Linked DNA regions of Triticum aestivum: regions 1 and 3 are each linked to region 2. Evidence: chromatin contacts called from public Hi-C and HiCAR-type data. All regions are on one chromosome and are shown on one strand. The core of a region is the stretch at or near the end of the contact, and the rest is flanking DNA. Distances in the headings are between cores, read along the strand shown.

Region 1 (3,643 bases), core at 1,030-3,529, 410 kb before region 2:
GTCTATAATCAACATTAGATTGAGAAAACAAGCTATGTGGCATCAGCTGCAATCCATGATGACCAAGCGTAGAGCACACGCCCCTTCCACCTGTGTAGCAACCACCGCTGATCCGCATCAACAACAAAGTTCCTGTGGTAGTTGTCCTTGACCTTGTCCAGCACAAGCTTAACAACCTCTGGGTTCAACGGCAGCTGCCTCAGCCCAGCCCGGTGGTTCCGGAGCTGCCACTGCTTGTACGTCTCAGGGCGCTCCACCCGGTCGGCGCCTTCACATGCGAGCACATTCAGGCAAGACCGCCCGAAGATGTCGCGCTCGAGCAGCAGACGCCCTTCGTTGTCCCGGGGGACGGTTGTGTCCAGCAGGTCGAACTGGGCCGAGTAATGGAACAGCGCCTCCCGGAACCGTGTCAGGAAGGATGTAGCGCCGTATGAGCCATTCATAATGCCATGGATGAACACATCTGGACGCATCTTCCTGATGTTGTTGAGGACCTGATCCCTTGGGCTTGGACCATCAAAGCCGAGGCTTTCGTCCATCAGGTGCCTGAATTGGCAAAGACTGATCACCACAAGCACCTCGTCCCGGTCGATGTTCAGGTCCTCCGGCCGGACAGTCTCCCGCTTTGCTGGGATACCACGGAACTTAAACGGCACGCCGAACACGCGGGCGAAGTTGCTGAGTCTGCGCCCCGTCTCCTCGATGTGGTAGGCTCCGTGGAACCCAGGTTGAGGGAGGTCAATGCCGGTGATCCTCACCTCCGGCGGCCCACCTTCTCTAGCCGCGAGCATGCGTAGCAAACCCGGCCACTGGAGTCCTTGATTCAGACCATAGTCCACAATGTGCAACCGTCTCTTACCGGCCACAGCATTGCAGATGGTCTTGTCGGCGAAGATGTAGGCCACCTTCTTGCAGCAGCAAGCCGCCATGTAAAGCTGGTTGGCCTTGAGGAAGTCGGCGACCGAGATGCGACTTAGGAGGAGTGACTGGTACAGCTCGCTCCCCCTACCCGCCAGCCGTGCCTCCAGCCCATTGGCGAAATAATGCGCCAGCCTTTGCCCTGCGTCCCCCTTCGGGGACGAATGCTGCCTGATTCGCTTCAGCAGCTCAATGGCGCTCTGGCGGTTGTCCGTGGACAGCGCCTGAGCGCAGTTGAGCAGCAGCGTGTGCAGGTCCACCATCTCCCTATCATCGACGGCCTTTCTCGACCGGTCCTTCTTCCGGCTGTTCTTCCCGGGCTCGCCGTCCGCTGCGGCGATCAGGTTGTGAGTCCCCTTCATGCATATCTCGTGTTCCTGGAACATCATTTCGTCAAACATCTTGCGTTCCTCCTGCTCCGGCATCATCAATTTGCTGGGCCTGCCCACATCCGGCTCCAGTGGCAGTGCGGCCCTCTTTTTCTTGAGGCTGACAGCATTCCCGCCTCCCACCACTGTCCCCTCGTTGATTGGCGGCAGGCTGATGTCGGGCGGCAAGAACTTGCTAGCCTCCTCCATGCCTTTGCGGAAGGCCAGGTTGAGCATGTCCTGGTCGCCGGGCAACAAGTGACTGAAGAAGTCAGAGCTCGGCCTTTTGGCCATCTCGTCGCCGTTGAGGAGCCCCGAGCTGTGATTGTCCGGGGAGGCGGAGGCATGGCCGTTGACGTCGGTGTAGGGCGGCCGTGAGATCTGGACTGGTGCGTCGTCGGGCGATGCCGATGCCGATGCAGTTGCGGTGCTGGGGGTGGTGGAGGCAGTGGCGTCGGAAGAGGAGGAGGGCGAGGGCGAGGAGGTGGAGCCGCTGGCGCTGGCGCTGTCGGCGACGTCGACGAGGATCTGCGCGAAGGGCTGCTGCGCGCGAAGGACGGCGGGGTGGTTGGGGTAGAGGTAGAAGAGGTGGTCTTCCGTGCCCTCCTCCATGAGCAGGCGCGAGATGTAGGGGAGCACCATGTCGTCGAAGGAGGAGTGGCCGTCGTCGTCGCGGGGCGTCGGCGGCAGGTCGAGGAAGAGGGACGGGGAGGGCGGCTCGAGGCGCGCAAGGAAACCCTGCTGCCCCAGGAACTCCTCCGGCGTGGCGGCCATTGCGCTTCTGGTTGGTACTTGCCACTGGAGTAGAGTAGCTATCAAGGCTGCGTTGGACATTACTCCGCTGCATTTCTTCTTCTTTAAAAGGATAGGATGGGATGGAAGCATGGGCACGGAGGAGGGAAGGTTCCAGGAAGGAGCCTTGCAGTGCAGTGAGATGAGAAATGGAGGAGGAGGAGAACAAAATGAATGAAGCTGGCCCGTGCAATGCAGTGCAGGTACACCAACCCAACCCTAGCAAGCAAGCAAGCAAAGCAGAATACGTATGGGAGAGCAGCTTTAATGGGGCGACTCATTTCGTCCGCGGCCGTCTGTTTGGGTCGGCGCGGACAGAAAAGGCGGCCCAACGCGCCGACCCAAACGGACGCGCGTCGGTTTTTCGTCCGCGGGCGACCCATTCCCGGCCCATTTTTAAACCTGATTTGCGTCGGCGCGGACGCGCGCGCGGTCGCCTACTCCTGTCCCCGGGCCCGTTGGTCTGTGGCACATTGGCCTCCCTCCCTCAGGCCAACGAGCAACCCTCGCCCCCGCCTCCTCCGTCGCCGACGCCGCCGCCCATTTTTGCGGCGACTCTTCCAGCTGCCGCCGCCTCCACATCCGCCCAGCAACGCTGCCTCTGTCCCCAGTCGCCCGCCGCCGCCGTTTTGCCGCCGGGGAGCAAACTGGTTCCCGCCGCCGCTTCCTCCGCACCGCCGCCCGCGACCAAGAAGACGCCTCGCCGCCCCCGCCACATACGACCGGCACGCTCGTCGGACGCCGTCACACTCGTCGGACGCCGGCAGGGCAGCTAGCTGGTCTGTGCGCGCCGCGTCTCCCCTCGCCGGCCGTCTCCTTCTTCGTCACCCGCAAGTTGTTCGACAGTTTGCCAAGGTACGAAAATGGACTCCGCCGACGAGTTCTTTTTTCACAATTTCATTTGCGACTCCGACGATTCGTCGTCTGATGACGAGGAGGAGATATTGGCTGCCGTGTTGGTCCATCACCACATCAACAACCAGCGGCCGTTGTGCCGCGGCTCCATTCCGGGCCACCTTCCGGCGTTGAATCGTAACCGAGAGAGTGGGCATTTCCTTCTCTGAAAGGACTACTTTGATACAACAAACCCGTTGTTCAAACATCACAAATTCCGCCGCCGGTTCCGTATGAGTAGGCATGTTTTCAACCGTATTAGAGAGGGAGTGGTCGGCTATGATGACTACTTCGAGTGCAAAGATGATGCCGTCGGCAAGATTGGTTTCTCCTCTTATCAGAAATGCACTGCGCGCCATCCGAATGCTTGCATACGGAGTGCCCGGTGATCTCATTGACGAGTACGTCCGTATGAGCGAGTCTACATGCCTAGAGTCCCTGTATAACTTCTGCAAGGCTATGATTGCTGTGTTTGGCCCTGAGTACTTGATCGTTTAGTATGTTGCTATTGCTTTCTTCATGACTTATACATGTTCCTATGACTATGAGATTATGCAACTCCCGTTTACCGGAGGAACACTTTGTGTGCTACCAAACGTCACAACGTAACTGGGTGATTATAAAGGTGCTCTACAGGTGTCTCCAAAGGTACTTGTTGGGTTGGCATATTT
Region 2 (3,774 bases), core at 991-3,490:
AGTTATGGAAGTTGGATATATCTTTTAACATGCTTTCTTGTAGTTCTTGTTTTCTTTGGGCTTATTATTCTAGCCAAGATTTGGTGAATGTATTTCAATGTATCACAAACATCGTTGGTGAAAATAACAAGAAAAAAGGGAAAAAAATTCTGTGGACGAGATGCGGCCGTGCGTTGGGCGTCCGACCGACGCAAACCCAAATCCGGACGGACACGGCCCCATTCCGACTTCAAACGGACAAAATCTGAATAAAACAGACGTCCGTTTGGGGTCGTGCGTTGGAGTTGCCCTTATTTTATTTATGGATGGAGTACTAGTCGAGACCGAACTAGAGATGCCAGCATATATAGAACACTAACATAATCACTGTGTAACACAACGGGAAAAGATGATGGATGGAAACAGGAAGTATATAACAAAAAGACTACCACATTACAGGCTATGTCTATAAAAAACTACCATTTTTTTAATGTTTCAAAAAAACTACCACAAAATTGGTTCGCTGTTCCAAAAAGCACTAATGGTTGAGCAGTTAAGTTTTAAACTAGATTATGACAGCTCGGGCCCACTCGTCATGTTGACCCTTAGGTTTAAACGTTAGATTGACCGTTGACGGGTTATGACAGGCGGGGCCCAACTTTTTAAAAGAAGCAATCAGGTCCCTGTTATATTTTAAAAAAAAAAGCAATCGGGCCCCTGTGAAAAAATACAAAAAGCAATCGGGTCCTCGCAGCGAGCTCGTCGCCGGAGCCGATGTGTTGGTCTGCCGGTGTGCTCTGGCAGCAGCTGCGGCGCCATGGCCGGCGGCAAGCAGCAGCAGCTCGCAGCTGGAAACCACCCATCCTCCCAATTCACATCGTCGCCACTAACTGCTCGCGCGAGGGAGCACGACGCCCCCGTGCCATCAGCACCTACCGGAGTCCCGCCGACGGCCGGCGAGCAAGGCCCACCTACGAGCGTCGCTGCCCTGGCCGCTGGCTATGAGGGGCTCCTCCCGCACCTCCGTCGGTCTCCCGTCCAGCGCCTATTGTTGTCGCCGCCAGGATCCGCTCGCCCGCCTAAAAGTCGTCGCGCCGCCGCGTCTCGCCGGAATCCAGCGCCGCGCACAGGGTGTGGACTGCAGCTTCGCCCATTGCTGCCCGCCGCCACCCCCAGTGCTGCCCGCCGCCGCTGCTACTCTCCATTGCTGCCCGCCGCCGCTGCTAATCTCCACTGCTGCCCGCCGCCGCCGCCGCTCTCCGTTGCTGCCCGCCACCGCTGTCGCCGCCTGCCAACGTCGCTGCTGCTGCTCACTCCTGCGTCGGCAGCCCCGCCATGGTCAGCCATGGACGCGCATTGCGGCCGTTGGCAGCCTGATCTGGTCGGGGCTAGAGCCGGCGAGCTCATCCTCCCCTCCCGACGGCCTCAAGTGCACCTCCTCCCCCACCCCGCCTCCCCTCCCGATGGCCTTTGACGCGACTTCCCCTCGATGACGGCCATGGACGGAGGAAAATGAGGCCAGCGGTGCTAGGGAAGAAGGGGCAAAGAAGAAGCTGACATGTGGGCCCACTGTCATAACGTCAGACTTAACGGTCAACCTAACAATCAAACAAACATGTGGGCCCACCCCGTCATAATCCGAATCAAATTTTAATCATCGAGTCATTAGTGTTTTTTGAAACCGCGAACCAATTTTGTGATAGTTTTTTGAAAGATTAAAAATAATAATAGTTTTTTGTAGGCATAGCATGCGGTAGTTTTTTGCTATATACTCTGAAAACAGGTGGTTCCGCAAACGGGTGATTGCTGCAATTTGCGCATGTGTCGCCGCGAAGCAAACCCGATATGGTTGCACCGATGGCTAAAGCTGGCGTATATAGCGACAGATGGATCGGCAGTGACGGATGACGAATGCTGGAATCATGGAACTTACTCGTAGCTGGCTAATTAGAGAAAGAAAACCGCTTTCCAGCCGTGCAGACGATCCACTTTTACCCAAGTAAGTAAGGAGCTGATTTGCAGATGCAGCAGATGAGACGCTACATTGCTGGCTCCATTCCCATTTCGCAGCCGGAGTTGGCCAACCCACCCACCACCGCCCACAACGACTCTCCTTCAAGCCATCGCAGGAATTTCACTATCCTTTTACTTTATTTATCCATCATTTTCCTCCTCGGCTACGCAACCCGACGCAGCTGAAGCAATCTCTTTCTCTCTCAAGCTACCACTTCTCCTTCCTGTCTGTGTGACCCTGACAGTTGTAGCCGCAAGGCAAACAGAGTCAAAGAAAGCAGACCAGCACAACGCGGCTTCCCCTCCCCTCCCCTCGCGGCCGAAAGGAAGCGTCTTCTTCTGCTCTGCTGCCAGCACCAACACAAGCCAGGCCACAACTCTCTCCCGTCCCCCACTCCTCACGCCTCGCCGCCCTCCCTCGCTTCCTCCGCCAGCCTCCTCCCCCCTTGTCGGGATCCCTCCTTCTCCCACGCCATGATGAAGCCCGCGGGCGCGGGCGCCGGTCCGGGCACTGGCACCGTCGAGGTCCGCGTCGAGCGCCCGCAGCGCCCGCCCGTGCACCCCAACTCGGCACGCCTCAGGGCGCGCCCCTACTACCGCCGATGGACGCCCTGGCTCGTCCCGGCCGCCTCCATCGCCTGCGTCGCCGTCTTCCTCGTCACCATGTTCGTTAACGACTGCCCCAACCGCAGCGCCGGCAACTGCACCGCGGGCTTTCTCGGCCGATTCGCCTTCCAGCCGCTCAAGGAGAACCCGCTCCTCGGCCCATCCTCCACCACGTACGCAAGCTGCTACCCTCCTCCTCCTCTTCTTCCTCCCCCCTTCGTTTGCTTCCTCCAACTGTGCATTTCCTTCCTTGCTTAGAGGAGGACAGTGAGTCTAGTTAAAGATTGACAAGACTTAATTTCCGGTTCCCCTTTCTTACTGACCAGTACAATTGCAAACAGCAGAACCAACTCGATTTACTCAAGGATTATATATTTTTCTTCTTGTTGACATGTTTAAGACCTCGTGTGTTTACACTCGAGCAATTGAGGTTGATCCTCAATTAGGTTGGTGAATTCTATTTTGCAATTGGAATTGGGACAACTACTGATGCTTCCGTCGGCGACATACTGATTCTTTTTTTCCTGGGTTTGTGGATGAGGGAATTTTGTGACCTAGCAATCCACAAGTCTTTGAGGGGAAACTTGTATAAGGTACACAAACATTCCGAGTTTCAGACCATCTAAACAATCAGTCGATCCTCTAGGTGTGAACTCTGCAGGCCGATCTTTCAATGTATCTAATCAAGTTTAGGATTCTGCTTTTTTCTTTTCTCATCAAATAAAACTAAAGCCTTCTTACCGAGTTGGTAATTAAGCTGGGGTTACAAGAGTATTCTGAAACTGATCATTAAGTACCTTTCCATCAGGGACAGGTGTTATACTTGTAAGTTCTAGTTTCTCTAATGAATGGGCAGAGCTCCTGCCGTCCATTTCAAAGAAGAAACTAACAGCTGAAATATTAAATGTCGACGTGAGCAATTTGCTTGCCAAGTCAGGTGTATGACATCTTTAGACTTGGTATTGGCTTATGTAGCTTTGTTAACTTTAGTTGATTTAGATCCTCTGCTCGTGATTGGTGTTGGTGATGGCTTGAGAAAAAAATCAGATTATCTTGTCAACCGTTCTAGGTGTTGATGGTTCTGTACCATTTGACTTTAACAATGTTACTGCACAATTGGACTTTTATGGTGTTGCCCGCAATTTGACTTTTATGTTATTTTGGAAGTGCAAATAC
Region 3 (3,309 bases), core at 81-2,580, 390 kb before region 2:
CTGAACATCAACATTCTGAGTCTATCCACCTCCTCCTTCTTCAATTGGTCACCGGTGAAGTCGCGCGGTACCGGCCTGTTGGAAATGGCGTCGAGGGTGTTGTTGGTGGGCAAGAACTTGTTGGCCTCCTCCATGCCCTTGCGAAACGCCATGTTGAGCATGTCCACGTCACCGTTAGTCTGGCCATTGAAGAAGGCCGAAGCCGGGGTGCCTGGGCCACCTCGGCAAGCCGGCTGAGTAGCCGGCTTGGCCGCCTTCTCCGTGCCATTGTTCGACAAGGTCTTGGCGTCCTTGGCGGCGCTACTATTCGCGAAGGTCGCAAAGCTCTGAATGCCCGTGCTGCGGCCGTTCTGGCCAGCGGGGGCGACGAAATGGTCGTTGTTGCCCCTGGAGAGCGCCGGAGTGTGCCCGAAATATCCCGAGGTGGGCGTGCCGACGCCGGAAAAGAGGAGGTTGTTGGCACCGTCGACGGGGAAGCCCAGGCCGATGTATGGGGGGGAGTGGAGGGGCTGGGAGAGATCGATTCGCTCGTAAGGCCAGGTGGGATTGGCGGGGCCGAAGGCGCCGGGTGAGGAGGAACAGGAGGTGGAGTGGGCGGTGTTGGTGGCGGAGTGGGAGGAGGAGGTCGATTTGCCGGTGTTTGTGGCAGAGTCGGAGCAGGAGGAGGCCGATCTGGCGGTGGCAGAGTCGGAGGAGAAGGTGGAGCTGGCGACGGCGGTGTTGGCGGAGTCGTCGGTGTTGGAGTCGGAGATTATCTGGGCGAAGTGGTGCTGCGCGGAGAGGATGGCGGGGTGGTCGGGGTATTGGTAGAAGAACTTGTCGTCGATGTCCTCTTCCATGAGCATGCGCGAGATGAAGTCGAGGTCGTCTGAGGCGGGGGCGCGCGGGGGCGACGGCGTTGGCGGCAGGTCGAGGAAGAGCGACGGGGAGAAGGGCTCCGCGTCCCCCGCCCGCAGGAACTCGTCCGGCGTGGCGGCCATGGCCCAGGCCCAGGTGTCTGGCGTATATGGACGGAGGCGCGATGACGGTTAGCCAGCAATAGCAACAGTACTAGTGATGTTCTGTGGAGGGGGACTGGATGGGAGATGAGCTGGGCTATAATAATGAGATGGGGGAGTGGTTTGAGCTTGGCGTCCAAGCAAATCAAGCACGGCGAGGATGAGGAGAGCTCCGGCGCGCGGCGGAAGGTCGGGGAAGGTTCCGGGAAGGAGGACGAGATGCAGATGCAGATGCGGCTGCGGCTGCGGCTGCGGCGCGCGGCGACGACAAGAGGAAGGGATGGGACGAGGACGACGCTCGCTCGTAGAAAGTCGTAGTGGCCCCCCTGGTGGCGTTGGCGTCAAAGCCGCACGGGCACGTCGTTCGCTTTCATCTGGGCCGTTGGATCCACGAGCCCGCAAGGTTGAACTGGTCAACATCCATCAGGGGAGCACACACTGTGCATTTATGTGGGATCCTATACACCCGCTGTTGTCAACTGGGCCTTCTGTCGTCGCGCCATGTAAGCGATGGAGACTTCGAGGAGAGGGGACATGGCCGGTGAGACACTTGAAAAAGCTTTGCAATAAGTACGAGCAATCAGAAATAGCATCCATCCCCATACCGAATCCAGTAGATCATCTCCAACTGACCGACCCAAACGAACGTGAAATGTGTTGTCTTTTATCTGGTTGGGTGATTAAATGAACGTCCGTCTCATGTTCGCCATTTCATGGTCCATGATACTGTTGAGAAATTAAGTAATTGTTCGATTAATTTAATTCAATAATAAATTATTAACATGACATAGGCAGTGCTAATGACATACTGAATTTTGATGATGTACCGTGTACGCACGTACTAGGCAGATAGTAGAAACATCTATGCAAACCACTAGTACTGCACACATGAAAATAAAACAGGAGCGGGGTAAATGTATTATACCCTCCAGTAGGCCAGTCGGCCGTAGCAGCAGCGGAGGCGTTGGCCTCATCGGTGATCCTCTTGTCAGCAGCGGCCTTCTCGGCAGCCGCGTGATCGGCAGTCGCGTAGGAGAGGCTCCCCAAAAACCTAATTGCCTCTCTCCCGTACAGGATCTGGAGAAGCGGGGTTTTGGAGGCCTTCTCTCCTGTCAGTCGTGTACGCGGTAGACGGCATGGGATCACCGAAGGCAGCAGCAGTGAAAGAAACGACCAGGGAGCAGTGGAGGTGTGAAGTGTTGTATCTTTGGTTGAGCTGCGATGCCTCATATATATATAACCAGTCGGGTAGGAGAACGGTCCAGCAATAAAACCGTTTAATTACAGACGTTTCATCTCCATAAAAACACGTTTAATTACAGACGTTTCCATCTTCATAATAAAACGTAATGGACTCTCCAATTTTGACCGGCAAAACATTGCATCGGCTCGGCTCATTCCCGCAACCCGCGGCGCGCGCGCGTCGTGACGAGGCGGGCGGTGGAGGAGGAGGAGCGTGCGTGTGGAACACCTCTCCTTCCTTCACACCAACTCATACTAGTGGGAGAAGAGCTCACCTTATAAGTTGGTGTAATCTCTCTCAACTAGCCATGTGGGACTAAACTTCCCACCACTCCCTTGACAGCTGGGTCCTTAGGGATTTTCTGAAATTGTTAAATGGGCCTATAGCCCAACTAATATTCAGCAATCCCCCACCAGATCCCGAAGGCCCATGGTGTTGTCCTATGTTGCAAACTCTGTTTTAATATACCGGTATTTTCAGTGGAGACCCGTTAAGGTTGAACATCCACCTAGAACAAATAGCTACACTCCTCCACAAGTGAACAATGGACTAGGCCTTGAATTGTCAATTTGGCGTGAAGGAGTTTCACCAAGTGTCTTACCAGTACAAGGCTGCCGAAGGCTGACCCCTCGGGTGGAGCATATTGGTCACTCCTGGCCTGTTCATGAACTTACTAGAGATTACCCTAATCTCATAGACTATGACCAGTAGTCAGGCTCATATAGGTGTGTTCCTCCAAAGATCGCTCTGTAGGATAGCATCTTACTTTTACAAGCCTTGGAACACAATAAGACAAAATTCAACCTGCCATACAGTTACCGAGAGTTGTGCATCTCCAACGGAGTGGGTTAGTTAAAATACTCTCCTCAGTTAACCACTAGCTTGTTTTCCCATGTCCTACTTCACGGGATCTCCGATCACATAGGTTGGGTTACTACCATGGCAACTCATGTGGGTCTCATATCCATCTCCCTCGATGCATTATCTATCACAACATGCGATAGCCCTTTGTAAAGGGATCTGCCAGATTCTTAGCCGTTTGGACATATTCCAACGCTATCACTCCGG

What was found. Hi-C and Micro-C count contacts between places; a contact is called where the count stands out from the background. HiCAR-type assays count read pairs that join an accessible place to other places.
Region 1: a contact with region 2 is called in a Hi-C map of leaf, with 7 times the contacts expected there. The contact joins the promoter of LOC123096749 here to the promoter of LOC123096752 in region 2. A contact is called at or near these places in 2 of 5 Hi-C or Micro-C datasets (leaf and an unstated tissue).
Region 3: a HiCAR-type map of leaf shows a contact between it and region 2, with 10 times the contacts expected there. The contact joins the promoter of LOC123096750 here to the promoter of LOC123096752 in region 2. A contact is called at or near these places in 2 of 5 Hi-C or Micro-C datasets (both in leaf) and 1 of 1 datasets of contacts at active chromatin or transcription factors (leaf).

What each region holds. Positions count from the first base shown.
Region 1 is chr4D:122,497,479-122,501,121 of IWGSC CS RefSeq v2.1, forward strand. It overlaps LOC123096749 (scarecrow-like protein 34), which reads right to left and starts at 2,280. Exons shown (of 1, transcript XM_044518516.1): 1 at 1-2,280. The coding sequence starts at 2,171. The coding sequence ends at 33.
Region 2 is chr4D:122,903,231-122,907,004 of IWGSC CS RefSeq v2.1, forward strand. LOC123096752 (RHOMBOID-like protein 1) reads left to right here and starts at 2,241. Exons shown (of 6, transcript XM_044518520.1): 1 at 2,241-2,771. The coding sequence starts at 2,467.
Region 3 is chr4D:122,514,766-122,518,074 of IWGSC CS RefSeq v2.1, forward strand. It overlaps LOC123096750 (scarecrow-like protein 34), which reads right to left and starts at 1,331. Exons shown (of 1, transcript XM_044518517.1): 1 at 1-1,331. The coding sequence starts at 980.